2 separate regions of the Gasterosteus aculeatus genome follow, and region 2 is linked to region 1. The links are chromatin contacts, called in public Hi-C maps. All regions are on one chromosome and are shown on one strand. Each heading gives the region's core, a stretch centred on a gene start, on an enhancer-like site or on the middle of the called end of the contact. The rest is flanking DNA. Distances are from core to core; before and after follow the strand shown.

Region 1 (7,372 bases), core at 3,565-6,064:
TCACCAGGTCCAGGCGCCAAACCTTGTCGGCCTGCCTCAGACAGTCGATCCGGCGGATTTTGCCCTTCTGGTCCGGGTTGGACAGCACGCAGCACGGGTGCTTCTTGCCCGTCACGCTGAGGACAAAGTCCTCCCGGTACTCCTGCCGAATGTCCTTGCGCAGCTTGGCCAGCAGCCTGGACGCCCATTTCTGCTTAACCTCGGGCTTCTCGCTCAGGAGCTCGTCCTTCACCGCACGCTCCTCGTCCTTGGACATCCTCTTCTCGTGCTTCTTGAAGTACTTGCGTTTTCTGGCCTGGAGGTTGAACCACGTGTAAGCGATGGCGCGGACGTGAGGGAGGAGTGCCTCGATGAAGGGATGAAATTCATCCTGGATGCGGAGAGGGGGGGGGGGGAGAAATGGTGAAACTCGTGTCATTAAACATGCGAAGGAAAGGCCGTTGATCCGAGGTAGGTCAGACCACAGATAAACAATATAATCACAGGGCGTCACATGGGCAGGTTCAACCACTTTAAGGCGAGAACTTCCTCTTCAACACCGGTTTTACCATTTTAGATTCATCAGGTTCGACGAGGACGTTCCACTGTTTACGTCAACTGCCGGGACTACAATAGCACCCGATACCGCTCTCATTCGCCCAACGCTGTATAGCCTCCCATCGCCGGAGCATTTCTCTGACCGAACCACCCGCGCTCCGACGCGAAAGGGCTCAAACGGTCACGAGGCACGTAAGGGCGAGCGCGCCGGGCCGAAGAGGGAAGTGAGGGAGATTACCATTGTCCCGGCACACGCGTATAGCGGCTGCATGTTGAAAATGCATTGAAAGCACAATGAGTAGAACGGCGGCGCATCAAAGCCACCCGTGAAAGGTATTTGCAGGAGGTTGATCTGGGACACTATTTTAAGGTCACGCCAGGGTTTTTGAGGTTAACACACTTCTTCTCACACTCGTCTTCATTACAAAATACCTGGGTGACATTTAAAATCATGGCCTACTTTCAGAATTAGCTCCTTTATCTAAAGAAATGTTCTTGGACTGAATATAAATATTAATGAAATTATTTTCAACAGATTTTACTTTTCAAGTGTTCTACGCATTAATGTGTATAATACCCTAAACCACATTATCTTTAACTGAAAAATGACTTCTTGTGATCATCACCAATGAAAAAAGGCTAAATTCCAACATTCCTAAAGCAATTTTCCAGCTTGTGGCCCTCATATTAATAATACTTCTGCTAAGTCTAAAACAGAACTGGCCAATCCAATATTTATTTTTCATTTAGGGGAAATCACTTCTTTAAGTGGGGAAGATTTTGAACTTTCAAAAATTACAACAGCTCCGAGTGACACGTGGGAAATTGGGGCCCATCCACGTTACAGTTCATTAAAATGTCAATGTAATAAGTATGAGCAGCTCCTTGTGAGCGGGCGTTTAAGGAGTTAAACCACATATTGTTCTTTTCGTAGGCGGCCAGGCAGGCGGGTTATAGGAAACCACAGAAATCCACTCCCTATCTGCGCCCGCCGCTGGTGCTGCTCTGAGAAGCCACATTTCTGGTCTGCACTTTTGAGCCAATAAAACTCTGCTCCATAACAGCAATGTCAAATTAGAATCATTTATTAAACAGCATGAATAAATATTTAATTCTCCACAGATGGCTTTGAAATGTATTATATTTACTATGGATGCTACATACTTATCCGTAGTCATTTAGAGATATAAACAAATGAATTGAGAAGCGCTTTAAATGTCATCTCACTATTAATGCTGCCAATTAAATTGACAAAATTAAGTAAATCTGCTCGGCAGCGAGCAAGTGTATCTTAAGTTCTTTTCACTCCTGGTTTCCTGTTCGAAAACACTTTAAATATTGTGTTAATTTTCTTCAGCCAGTCCAAAAGCCAAATGCTGTAAAGACAAATGACTTGGCCGGGCCTCCGCAGTGCACTTCTGCTGGGGCCATAAAAGCACAATCCTCTTAAGCACAAACTAAACCGCATCTCAGTCAATCACTTACTTATGCCAAGTAAAATATAAACAGTAAAACTGAGTCAGCCAAAACAGTCAGCTCCTCTGTCCCTCCGCTGAATCAACCTTATCATGCGTTTGATCTTCCTTCAGTGGCCTTTATCTTCTTCCAACTTCCACTTCCCCAAAGTATAGGGGATTTTACGATAAATAAAAATATACACGTGGAAATACAAATCATAAAGCGCGGCTTGTGTGAGAGGTTATTGGGGGACCCGAATGAACTAATTAAACCCGAGAGAAAATATGCTTACCTGCGCCAGGGACATTAAAATGACAGTCGTGGAATGCTTTCAGAAAATTATTCTTTACGCATAACTTTAAAGGACGCAAAGATCGGAAATGTATCGGCGGCTTTTAAACAACCGAGCGGACTAATTAATGGCATTAAAAAATAAAAAAAACATTCATTGGAATTTGAAATCCCGAAAGTAAAAGTCAAGTCAATCGTGGCACAAACACGTGCGTTTAGGATAAAATCCCAAATCTGCGATCAGTTCGAACGCGACACTTCCCCTTTACAGAACTCTTATTTATAATGAAAGTAAATACCCGACGCGAGCAAAAAAAACAAAAAAAACAGGGAAACTTCCAAATCCCTGGTCACCGTCAGATACATTTGCAAACCACAGCAATCGAATGCATATTTTTTTTTTAAAAGACACACAAATACCTGAGTGAGACAAATTGGAGAATACATGACGAGACGGCAACACCAGACGTGAGTGTACTTGGACTGATTCCTCTGATCACTTTATCGCGCCATTCCTGGACCGACGTGCACCGTGCAAGACCGTGGAGCAGCTCTCCGCGTAAAACGAGCAGCGGTTATCCAAGAACATCCGTTAATTTGTGCGATCCAAAGATTGTCTTCTCGAGGGGGGGGGGGGAGAAAAATTCTATGCAGGAGATGTTTTTAAAGTTGACATGCAGGTTTAAAAAAAAAATTTAAAAAAAATGGATAAGAAGCGCTGGCAAGTTGAACTCGTGTAACCGGTGCGCGCGGGTCCGCTGCGTACTCCTCGAGCTACGACGCGGTGTCTGTCTGCGCGTCTCGGTGCCGCGATGTGTCGTTCATAAAAGCACTGTGGGAAGCTTCAGAGGGCACTCACACGAGTGTGTGACGTTCACCCCTTTTGCTTTAACCACACTTGATGTGAAATCGACCGGTGCGCCTTCGCTCCTGCGCAATTCCAGCAAATCAGACTCAACTTTTTTTCACCCACGTAATTACACACACTCCTCCTCCTCACCCTCCTCCTCCTCCTCTTCTTCTCCTCCGCCTCCCAACACACAGCCCCTATATCCACAATCCAGCAGCTTTTTTCCTCTATTTGGATAGACACCATACATTATAATTCCCCTCCTCAGTGCAGTAGATTGTATTTCTTAGATGTGCGCTTCTGGGTTACATAAAACAAAACAGGGACATTTCTGCCCTAAACCCCTGAGCTCCGTGTCCACCACGTTGGATCACTCCTTCTCCACATGATAATTCTGTGTGTGTGGTTTACAGTAAAAAAAAAAAAAAAAAAAAAAGATACTAAGCTACTGTCTTTTTTATACTTTGTATCGCTGTAGAAAAGACACCAATGCACTCGCTTTAAAATGTCCTGAGAAGTCGCAGAAATAAATCGCGATAAGTTAAATATGCGATCGTTTTAATGCATTGTCTTTTAAAGACATTATACATTTTATGGGTCCTGCTAATGTAGAAGCCCGCAATCCCACACGGACGGCAGAATATATATATAAATATATATATATTTTTTTTTTAAATAAGAGAAATAGAAAAGACCTGGCTTCCAACTTTGTCACGTTACAATTAGTGCATGCAGGGGGACGTTGTTTAAAGATTGACTTTTAAAATGGCCGTGCGCGTCTCGTCGCCCCGCAGTGAACGCAACACCCGAACACCTGACGGCTCTTAAAACACGCACAGCGGCGAGCGAGTTGCGCGTATCGTAACGCCGCAAAGAGAACGCGGGAGAGACTGGAAGTTAAACATTGTCACTTTACTGCTGCACCGTGTGCGCGGGCGCGCGCACGTGCACGCGCGTCCCACGGAGCTGTCAGCGATCCACGTAGAGCTTCATCTTGCCAGATTAAGGGGGAACGGGACGGTAAACTGCAGCGTGCAGGAGAATCCGTGCCAACTTTAGTCCCCTTACGATTTGGCCCGACCGTGCAAGAGTGTGGTGGTGCGCGTGGAGTCGACCCCCCCAATCGTTTCATGGACAGGACAGTTTTACAGAAAATAGACATAACAATGATTGTATCACAAATATCATCATCACCGGTTTCGCAACATTTGAAAGCAATAAGAGCGCGTGATCACGTACCATTGCACTGTACTGCATGGGTTAATGGGGAATCCTGGAGCCCGGGCTGAAACACACACACGCGCCCGGTAGCTTCACATTTCTCACGTTCAACTTTGTGCTTTGGAGGAGTTTTTTTCTCTTGCAGTGCTCGCAAAAAAAAAAAAAAAAAGTCAATACCGGAAGACGAGCCTTTGCAGCGGTTTACAGAAGTTGGGAGAACCTCGCGGTTTTTGTCTCTTTTTTTTGTTTGTTTTTTTAAGTCTTGTTTTTCTTCCTCTTCGAGTCCTACTTTTTTGGATCGGTTTTTTTGGGGGGGGTTGTTCAGTGAAGTTGAACGTGATCCAGGAGAGGCTGAGTTCTCGTTCTCGGGGCTGGTCTCCGCCTTCACTTTCTCCGTCTGGCTGGCTGCCGCCCCTCCGGCTCGGTCACGCCGGACCGTCAAGCTGGACGTCGGTTTAACCAGAGGACTTCCGGTCGGACGTTTTCCAAATAAAATAACGTCTCTTCCCTTGCAAACCCATCGACGTGAATCACGAATAGAATGCCGATTAATGTGAATGTGGTTTGTAATGGATGAAAGGAACATTTATCACTTATTTCCGATGCAGCCCGTGTGGATGAATGTTTTCACAAAGTAAGAGGAACTTCAATTTCATGGATTTAGACCGTTATAAATAAAAACTATGTTTTTGTGTAGGCCTATGTCTTCATCTAAATACAACCCCATTACATGGAGTTATGTAGCTAGATGGAAATTAATAATATCCATTCACCAATTATAAACAATTTGCGTAATAATCGGCCAGACTATCTTTTTTTAATCCCAACATGAGAAAATCTACCTCTTAATTTGAAAGCAAACACTCAACCTTTCCCCGGTACCAACCAGCGGTTTCTGCAAAGCTTGACACAGCTCTGTTTCGTAAGTCTTTTGCATTCTTGCCCCTCATTGGCCAGTACCAGTGGACCCCGGACTCTCTGCCCTGGGCCCCTCACTTCCGCTCCTGTGACGGGCCGATCGGGGCCTGACAGAGCCGCTGTTGGACCCCACGGCCCGGAATAGCTGGGTGGTCAAAGACTACGGGTGGAAATCACTGCAGTTATTACTGCAACACCTAAATTGGATTATCATGGTTGTCATTTGTTGTCGGGACTATTTTGCATAGTGACAGTGTTAAAAACTAGATAATGTCCACACACATGTAGACGTTTCCAATAAACGTTTTATAAGACAAGCTGCAAAACATGTTAAGACCAAATGGTACTGGGATAACACGTTTTCATGGTAATTATTTTGATATACCATGATTGCTATCACAGGATTATGTTAATTGTACACTTTCCACTATCATTAAAATGTAATTCCATCAAAAATGAACAACGAAAATACTGTTGAAAGCACTGATTCTAGAAGGCTATTGTTCTACATTAGGGTATATTACATGTTATAATCTCATACATTAGATAAAATGTCAGCAGCGATGACGGTTATAGTCGGTGTTGTGACAATAAGTAAAAGCCTGTGGTATAAAGCATTGTATCGGTGCAATGGTGCCAGTGCAGTTGACTGATTTAAAAAAGGAGTACAAGGACAATAGATTTCCCTGCTCTCTCGTCACTCTTATCATGACATTAACAGAGTACTCGCTCCATCTAAAAAGGCCCGCGCCGTCAAGTGGGTCCAGTATCTACACCACACACCTCGTCATCCGTTTTGATTCACTTCCAAAAACAATTAGGCTGAGAGCAATCAGTCGCGGAACAAATGGCTGTAAACGGTCAATCAATAATCATTTCCAGGCTAAATCCAGACTGATGTTGCTGGGGTGTCTTTGAAAACCCTCTTTTAACCTCCCACAAAACGGACACGTCTAGCAGAACTAATACATTTCAGTACTTAGCCATTCCCCAGTACTCATGCAAGAATGTTTAATTTTTTTGAATTTAAAGATAAAATATTATTATTGTCACACACACACACGCACACGCACACACACACACACACACACACACACACACACACACACACACACACACACACACACACACACACACACTAATTTTGTCCTCTCTTTGCCTCCATTTACCAAACATTATCATGCCAGTCTGCTGGTGCACGAGCCTTCCCTCCTCCAGAACCCACCCCTCTGAATGAGGATGTACTGCCCCCATGTGGTCACAAGCGTGCACGCGGGTTTCTTGTGGGGGTGCACGGGGAGAATCAAACCTGAGGTGCTCTTTATTGTTTTGTAGCTCTAATCTGAAAAGCTTTTTGAAAACATGAAATGGACACAACGCTAAAGAGTCATGAAATGTTTGTTTGTGTTTCTCTTCATTGCAGAACTTTCGGATGAAAAATACACTAAATTGTCAGTCAGTCCATATTATACAATATGTTGAAAAATAAACTGGAAAATATAAAACAAAACAAAATATTGATAACGGCAGGAAATGATCAATAACATTAAAAATTTGATTAACAAAGGCTTCTTTCTCTTTGGACTTTTAATTTACTGAAGTCTCGTCAGAGAATAACAAATATGATCTGGGTTCTCAAACTTGTTTTATCCAAAATAGGCTGTGATGTGATAACCATACGTGCACTATACCAGGCTACTATTATGGCTTCTATTCCATTAGTGATGTTCTAACAACAGGTTTATGTGAATAACGATCATTTTGTTCGTTTGGGTTCAAATTGCATGATCACACAGTGATGACATTTCCTTTCAATTACATCATTTCCTTTGGGCACTTCACAACAGCTGCTAAGACAGCAGGTCTGCTAGTCTCCGCTAAATCCTTCAAAACGTTGATCTTAATATGAACTTTGAATTAAATGCTATTTCTGAACCGATTCAATATGTTGGTATCTTGAGTAGCTGAGGCCAATAAAAGCTCGCCTGTATCTGTGCAAGTAAATAAATATTCAGAAAGAAATGTCAGCCTGCGTTGCCTCTGCTGCATGGGAAAGGCGCGGGCTGGAGAAAGGGCTCTTTGTCTGACACTGTCAAA
Region 2 (7,372 bases), core at 1,585-4,084, 40 kb before region 1:
ATTAACTGATCACTAGAAATGAAACACTTTACATAGCTTGAATAAAAAGTCCTTAGGGATTTAGTTTTTTCTTTTGCATTTAGACCTCTGAAAAAAAGTCTTAATTCATGCAGGAGAGAAACAATTTATTCTACTACAGGCAGAGGTTTTGTGGAACGACAACCATGTGCGAGAAATGACCGCATATGGGTTCTATATCAACCCACTTCTCATTTATTCTCTCCTTGACAGAATAATGGATTTCTTTGGAGAGTTTCTTTACGACTCCTTTTCCTTTGTCCTCGCCCCAAAGATTCTTAAGTTTACGCGGAGCAACACTCTCAGGCCTGTAGTGCCCGAATGCCACCACTGTTGCATCAGCCGATGTTCCCCTCTCAGTCTTATTATATTTTTGACAACAATTTTTTAAAGTTAAAACCAAAAGTACAACCACAGAAAGGGAGGACATTTCCTTCCACTTGGTCCGATAAAAACGTTTTTCCTACCAGTGCGGGCAGCGGAGTGTGGAGAGAAGTCAGAGGGGGGGAGTGAGAACGATCCGGATACACGGGACCAAGAGGCCTCAATTAAAAAGGGTGACGGGGCCCTGCTCTGCACCAGGAGACGACGTAATGAGACATGCAAGCTGTCCCGCCAGGATCTCGCCTTCTCTCCCAGCTCCACCTTTTTTCTTCTGCTTTTTTTTTTTCTTTCTCCAGATTAAGTAGGCCCAACGTATGAGCTCATTAGGTGAGCTTTATTTCCTAATTCCCTTCAAAGCGGTCTTGTAAAAAGTTGGCACATGATCATCAAGACGCTATACCGACGGGAGAGTCCTCTCAAGTTGAGCCAAGATGCATTGCATGATTTCCTGATCTCCCCGATCATCTGATACTTTTGCCCTGCAGGTCTGCCGGCTCTACATGGGGTTTATAAAAAGGCCTTTCTCTATATAAAACACCCACAAGGGGTTTCAGCTATCTGCATATAAAGAAAAACGATACACCCGACATTTGAACACTCAATACTTTCTCTTGTATGAATTCAGCCCTCATCAGTCATCTAAATAACCAGCGTGCCGTTACAGCGAGTCGCGAATTTCCGCTGGAACAGTTTGTTCTCAGAACGGAGACTCTGCAATGCGCGATCCAACGTTTCTTTTGTGCGAGCGACAGGTGCAAGCAAATACAGATCCACATTCAGCCTGCGGTTCAAACGGGTTCAAACATTTATATCAGCGGCGACGCCCGAGGCTATCTCCGCCATGGCATGTGTTTTCCCCACAGTTGACCCGGGTTCACGCGCAGAGAAACCAGATGCAGATCATCCACAGCAAAAGCGGCCAGCGGCGGTGCGCGGCGGCTCGTGACAAGGCCCGAGCGTCAAGGAGACTTTGGGCTGTTGGGAAGCAACGCGAGGTGTTTGCTTTGATCGGAAACTATTTGCATGCGACGAGGGTGAAACGGGTGACGCTCCGCTTCCCTCCGTTGAATCCCGTCAACATGCCGCGCGGTCGGCGCACGGGCTGCCCCCCCCATCCCTACCGACTCTGTGGAACCCGTTTGTGTGACTGTGTGAATACGTTTCAGGTGGGTGTCACGGAAAGAATACCACAATAATAAATAAAAGGTAAGCTGAAAACAGAAAAATCACCTCCTTCTCTGTCGTGCCAGTTGGCCCGACTGCTGGCTGGCGAGCTGGGTGACGAGTAGAAGTCGGGTCCTGTCGGGCTGGTGTCCATGTTCTCCTCCATGTTGACGGTTTTGGGCCTTTTGCTGCGGGGCATTGGCAAAGTTTATGGTTTAGGAGGGCCAGTCATTATCGGATTTGGGGCGGTTGCATTGTGTGCAGGTTTAGTCAAACATAGAGTGAGAGTATTGATACAACACTCTCATATCTGTACATTAAATTCATTGTATAAATACTAAAAACCCAAATTTTCCAATTTTTGCTTTGTTGCCGTGACTTCCACTGACCTGCCGGGAGGGGAGGACAGGGAGCGGTGCAGCCCCACGCTGGAGTTCAGATCATGATAGTAGGGCTGGCTGGGCATGTCGGCCATTGAGAAGTTTACCGCGGCACCGTGGGTGATGGGCACTGCCGAGCGCACACAGGGAAAACAAAGAGAGACGGTTACTCTGCAATCACTTACAAAGGAGTCCGATGTCAGCGGTGTCGTCAGACCGAGTGCCGGCGGCATTCACCACACTCTGTATCTAGAGCAGCGCCGTTAATTGCGCCGCAGCTCGGCCGACCGTTATCGACGCTTGGTGTTTAGGGGCCCTCGGTATCGAATGAAGTGCTCCCTGCTCACAGGTTGACTGTCTGACCAATCGCGGATTAACGAGTCACTGCTTTTCCAAACGCGGTGGTGGCTGCAGGGGAGAATATTTACAGTAGCTTACATTTTATATGTGCCCCTAAGCAGACGCACACTAACTGTTTAGATATACAACGGCGAGGCGACTGGGTTTTTTAAGCATCCGACAGAACAAAAAGCAGGCTATTTCTGTTCGATCATTCTTTTTCTTCTCCACAGTCGGTTATAACACTCAGCGGTTATCTCGCGTGGCAATTTTCAGTTGGAAAGGTGTTGTTTTTCCCCACTGCGGTCAAGGTAAAGGGGTATTGTTTTCAAGAGAGGCCGTGCCAGTGTTTACTGAACAAAAAGAGCCACCCATCGTCTCTCGCTCTCTCTCTCTCTCTCTCCTCCGTCTCCCTGCGGCTCGAGCGGTTGGTTGGTTTGGAGTCGATGAGAGGACGGAGTGTTTGCCGCCGTCTGTTGTGGTCTGAGGTTCACCACTGGCACGGTCCCTCCGCTCAGCCTCCGCCCTGGCAGCCCACTGCAGCCCTGGCAAAGGCCCCTAACCCGCTGCTACCCACACCGAGCTGTCTGCGGAGGAATGCATCCGGCCCGGGGACGGCGAATACAAGCCCATTGTTTATGAGTTTTTTTTTTTTTCCCCTATTCATTCATGGATGAGGATACCCCCGACCATTTCTGTCTGTGCCGGTTTCTTTTTTTGGCACTAGGCTGCCCTGCCTGTCACTTCTTTTAATGCGCCGCATTCGCCACACTGCGCTTCTTTCAGCAGATCACCTCGTCGTACTGTACGAGGGGGGGGGAACATGTGATGTTTCACCGTGCACATTTTCTGTTGTCAAAATGTCCTTACACTTGCAAGTGGAGGCTCCTGTTGTATTAATGAGTGTCCCTGTCGAAACGCCGGACCGCGAGTCGGCCTTGAACTCCGCAGCCCCCTTTGATGGACTTCAAAGAATGTCTCGACAGTCCGGAGAGCGGGGAGAGAGGCGCGATGACGGACGAGCGGCTGCTTAGATATCTTCCCGGGGAGCGACCGGCTGAGTGAGTGACAATTCCTGCGTGTTCGTCGACCTTTTTAAAATTCCAACTCGACTTCAGTTGGCTTTGGCTCGGTCACATGAGAGCAAACGCGCCAGAGCAGCGGCCATCTGGTCAGGGTGCAAATTAAACGCTAGAACAAAAACACCGCCTTTGAAAGGGTATTCAGTCTCAGTGCAGTGACATCAGAAGGTTCTGCCGTCCAGAGCGGGATATATATATATATATTTATTTATATGCGAGACAGCAGAGACAACCTGGTCCAGGTTTCCTACATGAGAAACACTTCGATTCAACAGGTGAAAGGAAACCACGGCAAGCTGTAAATATGTTGACATGTGAATAACAAAAGCAACATTTTGAGGATTTCACATGAGAAACCCTTTGTGCAGGGAATACAAGTAAGTAGCTCGACATTTCTGAGTGATCAAGAGTTATAAATCACTTTTTCTCCTATTTTTTTACTCTTTTGTTTTGAAAATTGTAAAAAGGCCCAGAACCTAAAGACCTTTTCAGATGACTTCATCACAATCAAAACCGCGATCCCTTAAAATAGTTGTCGAATAACTCTCGGAATTTCAAACTGGCTCCAACCAAAGTTACGCGCAGACAGAGGTACATTCACAGACACCACAACACGGGTTTGTTTCACATGAGCGCAGGGGTTGGGAGCCTTTGTGCAATGCGAGGCATGTTCCAGCGCTAAAGTGCAGCAGAGGGACGCCTCGCGGCGTCCTCACTTATAAGAGGACTGCTGGAGGGACAACCGTTTAACGGCTTTGCGGAGGGCAGACGTGTCCATACAGATGCACACAAGTTCACACAGACGGCCGCGCAGTCATGTGTTCTCTTGTTGCAAAACAGACCGGACAAACTGGATTTGCCAAACTGCAGTTGTGCGGTGGCGTTCGGTAAATACGCAGAGGTTGAGAAGGGTTAACATGCAAATAAGGCCCAGCACCGCTGTGTGTCGGAGCGCAACGAAGACAGCTCCATGGATGCAACCTGGTTGGAGCTCTTCTCGGGGCCGCCAGGGCGCGTGGAGACAGATTGATTGACTTCTCCGTGACTCATATTGACTTGGTCGCACCTGTTAGGACAGGGGGAACTTACACCTTCCGCATTCCTGCGGTCACATGGACTTTGTGCCGATGTGATTCCGGGTGAAGCGCCGCCCATCGTCAACATGAGCGGCGGTGTAATGAGTGGCGGAGTGAAGGAATACCTAAAAGCACCTGTGTGTGTGTGTGTGTGTGTGTGTGCAGGTTAGTTAATGGGGCTACGGCATGTACTTACTTCTGGACACTCGCACCAGTTCTGTAACACTGAAGACTCCTGATTTGATGAAGCTGTCTTCCAAGTAAACTGCAGACAAGGGGACATACAGAAAATCAATGTTACCGTCATGCTTAGTATTCATTAAAGACTTTAATAGCAATTGTAAAATACGAGCGTTAAAGTTCCTTAAATGTGAAATGAACGGCAACATTGAGTTCAGCAGGTCGTCCAACACTTCAAGCATTCTGCTTCATGTTGGATGAAGACTGATAATAATCCGGTAGGTTGAGACAAGTGTAGACAAATACGAGGACACAATATCCCACAGTACTCCAAAGAAATGTTAAAAAGGGGGATTCTAAGTTGTGTTTATGTTTCGCTCTTTCCGTGAGATTTGATGTGGATCGCTGACTGGAGAACGACTGCAAGACAAATACAGTTACTGTTTATTGTGCCGGTTGAGTTGAAGTGTTTGAACAAACAACAGGAAGTCATTGTGTGCGGCGCAGTAAAGAGTGACAGGACAGGTGTGCGAGGAGCAGGAGGAGGAGGGAGTGACACGTAGGCTTAAACTCGTGCTGCTGAGAGTACGACGAATGGGCCCACGCTGGTTCGATTAACCACACCGGAATCCGCCAGGAAACATCCACCACAAAGTAACTGCATCGTTTATAAAAATAGATTTCATTCAACGTCAAAATGTTTTCCTCCCCTTTTTCTGAAAAGAAAATGATTTGAGACCAAATAACCGTAGTGTTCTGTATGACCGCACCAATCAACGGCTACGGGTGAAACAAATGAAATACCCAGACAAGTTACTGACACCCAACTGGCCCGGGCCTCGGCTTTGATGCAACGCCAAGGGCCCCGTGTCCGTGTGCCAGGGAGATGGGTGGACGGAGCGATTGGCGCCTACAAAGCCTCGTGCCTCCAGCGAGCCGACGGATTTTGCAGGGGACCGTGCCGAGGCCGAGGGCCTCAGAGGGCGGAGTCATTGGCTCGCCAGCCACGTTTGCTTTGGCAGAAGAATCGGCAGAACCAGCAGAACATCTCGGGCTATTTTCATTCCAGCGACGTGACGGAGTAGCGCGGGTCAGTCCAAAGGTGCAATCAGTAATGCGTTCACAGATCTTCAGTCTCTCTGTGTGTGTTTCTTAGGAGGGGAGGGGGGGGGGGGGGGGTGTTAACCTAGTGTTAACCAGGATGATGACGACTCAAATTGAATGATCAAATTCAATCTCGTTACTCCACATGCAAAGCCAAAAAACTACGGGCTCATTTGCAAGTGTGTGTCAACCGATGGTTCCTTTCATGCAGTTGACAAAAATCATACAGGGCTGGAGGGCAGGGCTTGTTGTTGCTCCAAAAGGCAGTACAGTACGGTTTTGTTCAGGGAGGGGGTGAGGGGGGGGGGGGATGTTGCCGACAGTAAGGGATTCGCTATTCTGACTGCGCGTCACGGAGGATCAACTTTATTGAGAGCAGGTAAGCTCCGGGTGCACACGGGGCGGCTGTACACAGGGCAAGCTGCAGAGGAACAATAGAGCGATGACAGGAGGGAGGACGACTGGTACCGTACATACCTGGAAGAGGGCTCTTGCCTGGCTCATTGTTACTGGGACTTCCTGACTGCTGCGAGTCTGCAAACACACAGAGAGACGGGAGGGAGAGGGGAGGAGGAGGAGGGGGGCTTAGTATAGCAGGAGGACATCTTCCTGGAACACTGGTTTCTTGTCAGCATTGATTTCCAGCAAGTATCCCCTGGTGGCCGGGCGAGGACACTGTATCCTGTAACTTGTGATTTAAAAATAAGTGAACGTTAAGCTGATATATGGTCTCTCTCTCTCTCGCTCTCTCCCAGCAGCCCAAAACTGAAGGAGGTCAAGTTCAAATTAAGAAACAGCTTCAGACCCTCAACAAGGCAAAAGTGCATTTCAGGGAACTTCCTGGTGCAATAATGTCTTTCCTTATCTACAAGTCAAGGCCATACCTACTGTACATTAAACACGACCGTTTTGTTTGAACAGCATTATCATTAATGGGGAGGCAGACAAAAGAAAAGGGCCCACTGTCTGACACTGGATAGCCTCAAAGTTTTTAACCGGCAGGACCTTTTTCAAAAGGGGCTGAAGGAGTGGAGCGAGAAGGGGGGGGGGGGGGCGGAGGGGGAGGGGGGGGTTTCAGAATGTGTCGGGTCCTGCTGTGCAAGGTACGAGCACAGAACAAAACGTGGACAGGAGGGGCGGGGAACTACACGGAAACATGAGTGGAATTCTTTCCATCGGCCCCCGGACTGACGTCTTTTACCTCGGAGCTCGCTCCTCCGGCGGATCTGCTGCGAGGCCCTTCGCCCCTTTTCACTTTTACGCCACTCAACGGCAGAGGTTGTGAAACAGCAAAAACAAACCGGTGTTCAAGATAGCCGGACACCAGTGCGTCTGTACAGCGCAAGAAAACTGACCCGAGCAGCCGAAGAGGCACAAGTGAGTCGGCCCCCACGGTGGTCGGAACGGGCCCGGGGGCCCACGACTGCCCTGAGACGGAGAGGCAGGTCGCTAACGCGAGAGGGCCCAGACGAGGAGCTGGAGACAGTGAACTCGGATACCCTCGCCTTGCAACAACACCCCTTTTTCCTGCCGCAGCTCTCATGAGCCGTGTTACGGAGGCAACGGAGGAAAGGAAGGAGAGGGGAGGGGGGGGGAGTAGTTGAAAGATTTATCCCTTACTTGTTCTCTCTCTGTGTCTCTCTCC

What was found. A called contact is a pair of places that touch in the nucleus more often than the background predicts.
Region 2: a contact with region 1 is called in a Hi-C map of skeletal muscle, with 8 times the contacts expected there. The contact joins the enhancer-like site here to the promoter of LOC120821887 in region 1. A contact is called at or near these places in 4 of 6 Hi-C or Micro-C datasets (skeletal muscle, tail fin and whole body).

The regions. Positions count from the first base shown.
Region 1 is chr7:8,090,839-8,098,210 of fGasAcu3.hap1.1, reverse strand. It overlaps LOC120821887 (nuclear factor 1 B-type), which reads right to left and starts at 4,814. Exons shown (of 11, transcript XM_078106388.1): 1 at 4,376-4,814; 2 at 1-370. The coding sequence starts at 4,393.
Region 2 is chr7:8,128,628-8,135,999 of fGasAcu3.hap1.1, reverse strand. It overlaps LOC120821887 (nuclear factor 1 B-type), which reads right to left. Exons shown (of 11, transcript XM_078106388.1): 3 at 6,205-6,261; 4 at 4,640-4,708; 5 at 1,956-2,076; 6 at 1,633-1,754. Among protein-coding and RNA genes, the nearest start is that of LOC120821887, 39 kb to the right of the region's middle. Within about 2 kb of position 2,834, at least 2 of the 9 cell types and tissues checked have open chromatin away from gene starts, as enhancers often do.